Linked DNA regions of Lactuca sativa: region 2 is linked to region 1. Evidence: chromatin contacts called from public Hi-C data. All regions are on one chromosome and are shown on one strand. The core of a region is the stretch at or near the end of the contact, and the rest is flanking DNA. Distances in the headings are between cores, read along the strand shown.

Region 1 (3,777 bases), core at 359-2,858:
TAAAATAGGTCGAAAATATCCCTTTTAATATCTTTTGCTATATCTTGAAGTACTATTTGGTCCATTTATAGCTTTTCACAATTACTATTCTTTTGTACTATATGCCCTTTTCCTTACGGAATTCTAATCCCCTTTGCTTCTTCGAAAAAAGGTTACATTAAGTAATGGCCCCATCAATTGAAGACATGATTAAACCCAAAAGTATTTATATCGTCGTTTTTATTTTAAAGACAAGTAATTATAGAAATCCACAAGATCATTTAGTTAAAACAACATTAATGCAAACAAGAAAACAAGTAATAATCACACAAGAATCTCTGATGTTTGCAACTTTGCATTAATGTGTCGAGAGTGATAATACGATATTAAGTTGTCATAATTATATAACTAATGTTCGTTCATAAGAAAGAAATATTTATAAAATAAGGGTATAAAAGTAATTTTGAACCTGAAATCGGAATCATCAAAAATCTTTTGAACTTTGGATCGTTTAATCGGCCATTTTGATAAAACCGCGTTGCCGTATTCCGGTGCCCAACTCTCGGCAAAAACATAATTCATGCCCAAAGCAGCAGCCAAATCCGATAATGGCTTCATATCTTTCTCTTCTTCTGCTTTAACATCCTGTAAAGCTAATATATCTGCATCCAATTCTTTCAAAACTTCAAGAACAGTTTTCGTTGACCTATAACCTTTCCCTCTTTGATTTTCAGATTCTTTTGAAGAAAAACTGTTTTGTGATCTTAAAACACCTTTCCCTTTTAAAATCCTACTTATACCCTTCGAATTAATAGTTTTTGAACTCGGGCCTTCTTCCGTTTCGTCTATGGCGAAGCTTAACTGCCCACTTCGCTTCAGTGAGATCTCGTTGTCGGGTAAATTGATTGAAACTCTTAGCTTTGATTTTGCGAATTTCTGCTGTTTTGATACAGTTTCTGAACTGCTCATGGAGCTGCTTGAATGCAATGGTGATTGCTTTAATATACTTTTGGGACGATCAATCATTGATTTTGATCTTGAATTGGTGTAAGAAACAGAGCAATTTGATGGTACCCTACTACTGTAATCTTGTTCGTCTTCGCCATAGTCAAAGCTTGAAGCTTTTTCAGTCAACTCTGGAACTGCTGGTGCCATGGAGAACAAAGCGGCATTAAAAGTTGCGATTCGGATTGGGGTTTCTGATTTCCCCAAATGATTATTTGGATGAATTGTGGCTGACCCATTTGTGTTTGATATATCTTGAGTTCTGGAATTAGATTTCCCGAACCTTTTGATAATGACTTTCGGTTTTGAACGGCGGCGCACCGGCCACCGGAACTTTGAGCAGAGTCGCCGGAGGTTTTTGTTGAAGATACTAAGCATTTTTCAAGAGGAAACTTCACCCTACTTGAGGGCTCTGATTCCTCCTTTCAGTTCTTGATTGAAAAACTGAAATCTTTGATGATAATCAATAGTTGAAGAAGTGATTTTTGTGGGTATCTAAGAGTGGAATGAGTTGTTTAAGGAATTGGGAAATTTAGTTCGGTTTGATGTTTGTTTGTTTGTAGGTTTGTTATTAGTAGTGAGAGAGGCGCAGAAAAGGTTTTAATGAAGGGAGAGTCTTCTCGGAAACAAGCTTGGTGACATTTGGCAATAATTAAGAGGTCCTCTGTCAACTTTTTCTTTTTGTTTTTTTTATTTGGAAAATTGAGAAAACTCAATATATATATATATATATATATATATATATATATATATATATATATATATATATATATATATATATATATATAGAGAGAGAGAGAGAGAGAGAGAGAGAGAGAGAGAGAGGGAAAAATGAATATGTGGCTGTCATGTATGTAAAATTAGGTATAGAACCATTAAAATTGACTTCATTTTGATTAAAAAAACACAATTTTTTTTCATTGTTAGTTTCTTCCTATTGATTTTGAACTCATATTATTTCCAATTTCATAATTCTTCCCCTACATCTATGTATTTCGAATGTGTTTTTTATATTAGACCTCTAGTAGGCTTCATAAATTTCTTTGACACCAACCATATGTATATTTGCATTGTTCTTTTTTATGTATTATGAGAAGACGTTTATTGGGTTTTTAATGAATAATATCAATCTTTCACTATAGTTTTCTATTTTAAATTTGAATATGAAGATTTATATGTAGTCGATAATGTATTCTTATACATGCTTTGTGTTGCAAAATAAAAAATTTAAAACTATATAAAAGTATGTACAAAGTCTATCATCTAGTCTAATAGAGAATACAAAAAAGATGGTAGAGGGATTTGATTGTATTTCGTTAAAATTATGTAGTTTTTAATGGTTCTATACCTAATATTAGGTACATAACAGCCACATATTCCCTATGCCCATATATATATATATATATATATATATATATATATATATATATATATATATATATATATATATATATATATATATATATATATATATATAGGGAAGAGTTATATGGAAAATGAATGATTAGGGCAACACATATTTGAACCAATGAAAACATGACAACACATCACTTCTACAATAACTTCCACAATACATTACTTGTGAAGAAAGAAATGGACACGTGTCATTTGATTAGTGGTTCCGGTAGATGTTGTCCTAGTTATTTGTTTTCCATAGAACTCATTCCTATATATATATATATATATATATATATATATATATATATATATATATATATATATATATATATATATATATATATATATATATTCTAGCCAGTCATTTGAAATATATAAAAAAAATATTTTTAAAATGTAAAATAATTGAAAATTTTCGAAATTTTTTTTCCAAATATTATTTTCAGAATTTATATTTTCCAAAAATAAAAAAATTACCAAAAAAATAAAAAATAAATAAATAAAAATCACATTACAATAATATTTACAGTACAATATTCTATTATAATATTTCACGTATTTTTCAAAAAAAATGATAATTTTTTTATTTTATTTTTTTAGGTAATTAAAGTGACGAAAATAATAATTAAAAAAAGAATTTTCGGATTTTTTCTTTTATTTTGCATTTTAAAAGTATTTTTTGATTTGGTCTCACGGTCTCACAAAATTAGCCTTGTCTCAAATGAACCTGAACATATATATATATATATATATATATATATATATATATATATATATATATATATATATATATATATATATATATATATATATATATATATATATATATATATATAGAGAGAGAGAGAGAGAGAGAGAGAGAGAGAGAGATGAGAGTTCAATTGAGAAAAAAAACTCAGCCACACATTTATTATGCCGCAAAAGACACTTAGACGTACCGGCGAAAATGAATAACGATAAACATGTGTTTTCTAAATTCTAACCAAACATGTTTCCTTAAACTATTCTAATCATTACTTTAATATATACAAAAATATATATTTTTTTGTTAATTTTATTTTTAGAAAACCATTTTTATCAAAAAATTATTTTAAATATATCAAAATTCATAATTTTTTATTTTATATAAATAGACATCCATATTGATATAATTTTAAGATAAATTTTTTTTTTTTTGAGTTTTAGCCCTCGTTATTAATAAGTGAATAAAAATGTATTAGATTTTTATTACAATACATTCGTTATTCACGTATGAATAAAACGTATGTTTATTTTTTTTATAGCTTAAGTATCGTTTATATATGAATATGACATGTAATAAAGTTTTCTTACTTAAAATATATTTTTTACATCATCTTTTGTCATATATTTTATTTATATATGAATAAAATGTGT
Region 2 (3,777 bases), core at 893-3,392, 130 kb after region 1:
TGGGTTTTCATTGTTTCAAAAGAAAAAAAACTGGTTGTAGATTCTGCGAGCACTAGAAACGTCCAGTGTTTATATATATTATGGGAGACCCTTAATAGACAATATAAGGAGGGCCCACTATTTGTTCCAATGCATCTTAGAACGCTCATTCTTAATCTAATGTGTATAAGTAAACACACTATACATGCACAACTTGGCCATATATTATTATACATAGAATTTTCAAAAAGACCATAGCAAGTAGCCCTGAATCTTTGGAAACTTTGATCATCCACAGTTTTTAAAAAGGATATTTTTCTCTTTTATGACGGATTGTAAAGATGGTATAAGAGATACTAATTGACTTTTTAAACCATCAATCCATCATGCATGACTTTTAAAAGTAGGATTGTTTCACCAGAATATCTAGACAAGTATTGCAAAAATCCAATCAATCAGAGTAAAACACAAACACATTTGATAAAGACATAATCAGTGTAAATATTGCTGGAATCTATGAAAATATTGCAAACCACCTCGACAGTAAAGATTTTTAATGACCCCACTTGATAAACAAGGCAAAAAAGAAAAAGGCCAAAATGCGTACAACACATAATCTATTATCATAGCAATCTCAAGTCAATTGGGTTTTTATAAAGCAAATCAAATTGCTTAGCTTCATTCATGCAACCCTTTGCTGCTCTCTTTGTTATTTCCATTGAGCAGTATTTGTCATTGAATAAACACCAACAAAGAAATTATATGGTAACAAAATCATTATATTAAAGTAAGTTATAAATTACTAACAATCATAAAGATTCATCAATAGTCATCCAACTAGAATTTGATACACGAATTAAGCAATGACCCATCAATCTCCTCAAACATAAAGCCATTCACAATATTCCTTAAGTTGATTCACTAGTAGCTGTTGTTATGCATTCCATTTCCATCCTCAGTTAAGCTAATTTCGTCTGTGGATTCAAGATCCCAAATTAAAGAAATGGATTGAAGCTGTCATGTCTAATTTGATCTTTAGCACATATATTATGGAGATTTAAAATTCATAACTTTATAGTTTATATAGAATTACATCACTCATACATCCCATCATCCATTCAAAATTGCTATAGAATCAAATGTTATGCTCAATTGATAAAACAATTACCTCTTGATTGATTAAGATTTAAGCCTCGGAAGAAACTTTTGAACTCCTAAAATCTTTTTTAAGATCAGCAACCCTCTTCATGCAAGCCGCCTTTGATCTTCCAGGGACAGCAGCTGTGATCTTCTCCCACCTCAAGGCTGAATCTTTAGGGAAAGCTTTTAAAGCATTGAGCAGAGCTATGTCCTCGGCGGAGCTCCAACTTCCACCATTACTGACCTGCTCCCTTTCATTCTCGATAACCTCATCAACCCTCTTGTCCACTGCCTTCCTATCTTTCAAAAACTTTGAAAAAGAATCTGAGTCGCCGATTTTCCTTTCGCCCATCGATTTCGCCATCTTCACCACACTCTCCACCTTATGGCGCCCAGAAAACACCTCCGCCACCGCTTCCCACCGCCCTGGCATCCCTACAGGATTCTTCACCATCTGCTTCTTCAACAACTCCAGATCTCCTTCACTCCATTCTTTATCTTCCACCACAATAACATTGGAATCGCTCTTGTTGCTGGGCTTTGGAGTTTCGTTCACGACGACAGCAGGGACCGATATGAAATCTTGATCGGGTTTTTTTGTCTTGAATCTTGATCTTTTTAATGGTTCGGGTTCTGGGGTTTGTCGAGGACTTTGGGGTTGGATGGCCGGACCAAGACCGACCCGGATGTCGCCAGCGGTCAGGGAGGGAGGAGCAAAGGGGCCTACGAGGAGAGATAATGAGAACCAGATGAAGATGGATTGCAGAGGATCAGATTGGAAGTAGAAAAGGGAGAGGGTTAAGAGGAGGGCAGAGAGGGAAAGAGAGACAAAGAGAGCAGGCTTGTGGAGATCATCAAGCTTTTCGGATTTGGGGGTAGTTTTTGGGGTAGATCGGGATTGAAGGACGAATCTGGGTCTGCTTTCTTCGTCAAAGAACTCCATGGGAGCTTCTACAGAAAGCAGATCTGGATCGTGGTTTCTACAAGGAGGTAGATTCTGAATTTTGCATTATAATTAAGGTTTTTTCAATAAAAAACTTACATTTTGATAAAAACTCAATTTGTATTTATTACTGTTATTTCAGGACCTTTTAGTTACCACATTTTTTCCATAAAAACCCCTACATTTTACATCTTTTTTACTTTTAGATCTAACAAATTTTTATTCAAAATAAACTCAATTTTTTCTTATTTCTTAATATTTCATTAATTAAATCGGTTACCAATATGTAACTCTATATCACCCTAACTCATGAGCGCCATAAGCATCGATCATCTAAAATATTAGTTTATGCTAAAACCCCATGTCATGTTCTTCTTTTTGTGATCATATTGGTTTCTTAAATTCGGTTCTTTTTCAAGCTAGAAACATAAACTTAATAAAAAATAAAAATAGTAAAATGAAATAGTGGTGTTATGAGATCTTACATTCATATAATGTCGTAAAGATGTGATTTCCATCCATCTAGTGTTAAAGAGATGTGATTTTATGCTGGATATTACAAAAAATAATAATAATAATAAAAACTAATGATTGAGATCATTTATGCGTATAGTACCAAATAAATTTAGTACTTATTGTAAAACATTAATAAATACTTGAGACAAATGGCTTAATAGTAAAAAAAATACCAACTTACTTGCAAATATGTCTCAATGTTAAAATAAGCATATCAATTAACCCTTCTAAAACAACATTTGAAAACATACTTAATTTTTTGAAAAAGGTATTATGAGTTCTGAATGACGTCAAATACATACTTGTTGGATGATTAGTGATTCTTGTTGTTATTGTCGCTTCATTACTCTTTCATTTTGGGTAATTAACTTCTATCTTGTTTCATATAATCTCATAGACATTGTGACAGCTTACAAATTTTTTATGAGCACCAAGTGTTCGATGAAATGCCTCAATGAAAAAACCTCTACAAATAAATCAAGAATGAGGTGGTGTATTTATTGTTGCGATCTGTAGGTGCTTGTTGATGGTTTTTTGTTGAAACAACATCATTTTGATGTCTCTATTTAATTTGCCTCTGTTTTTCTTACTGGACTTCATTTCCTCAAAGTGACATTTTATATGAAAATTCTTATCTTTGAACCCTCATTAAGCCAAACATTAAGGCCCTTAGGTTAAATTGAATTTCACATCTCTATAGCCTAATAAGTAACCAACAATCTTGTTATAAGTGATAAACTTAAGTCTTAACCATTAATTACTTAATAGAACACCAAAAATGATTTAGAAGATATTATGATCAATTTTCCCAAATCTGTCCTCCAAGTTCTAAAATCCGTGCAAGTCAATACAAACATCTAAAAATCATGAGACTTAGTTTTCTGGAAATCTTAGTGTGTCTACTTTCTTCGAACTTTGAATCACATTTTGAAATTCCAAACCCTTGAGGGGTAAAATTGGCAATCTTCTCAGGCTGGTCCATGTTGTCATAGATTTCATGCACTATCTTCAAAAAATCATAATAAATTCATCGGAACTCCAAATGCCAAAATTCCAAAGCCTATAGTTAGATATGGATGTATAGTTTCCAACATATAAAGAGACTGATTTAATTATTAGTAGATTGATACAGTTTATTCTAATAGTGTTGAGTGGTCCAGAAAGTGACAGCTAAAAGTTACCAACTTGTAAATTTAATA

What was found. Hi-C and Micro-C count contacts between places; a contact is called where the count stands out from the background.
Region 2: a Hi-C map of leaf shows a contact between it and region 1, with 7 times the contacts expected there. The contact joins the promoter of LOC111917619 here to the promoter of LOC111917620 in region 1. A contact is called at or near these places in 2 of 4 Hi-C or Micro-C datasets (both in leaf).

The regions. Positions count from the first base shown.
Region 1 is chr5:367,094,295-367,098,071 of Lsat_Salinas_v11, forward strand. LOC111917620 reads right to left here and starts at 1,609. Exons shown (of 4, transcript XM_023913284.3): 1 at 449-1,609. The coding sequence starts at 1,362.
Region 2 is chr5:367,228,338-367,232,114 of Lsat_Salinas_v11, forward strand. LOC111917619 (transcription factor MAMYB) reads right to left here and starts at 2,143. Exons shown (of 3, transcript XR_002858953.3): 1 at 1,148-2,143; 2 at 1-43.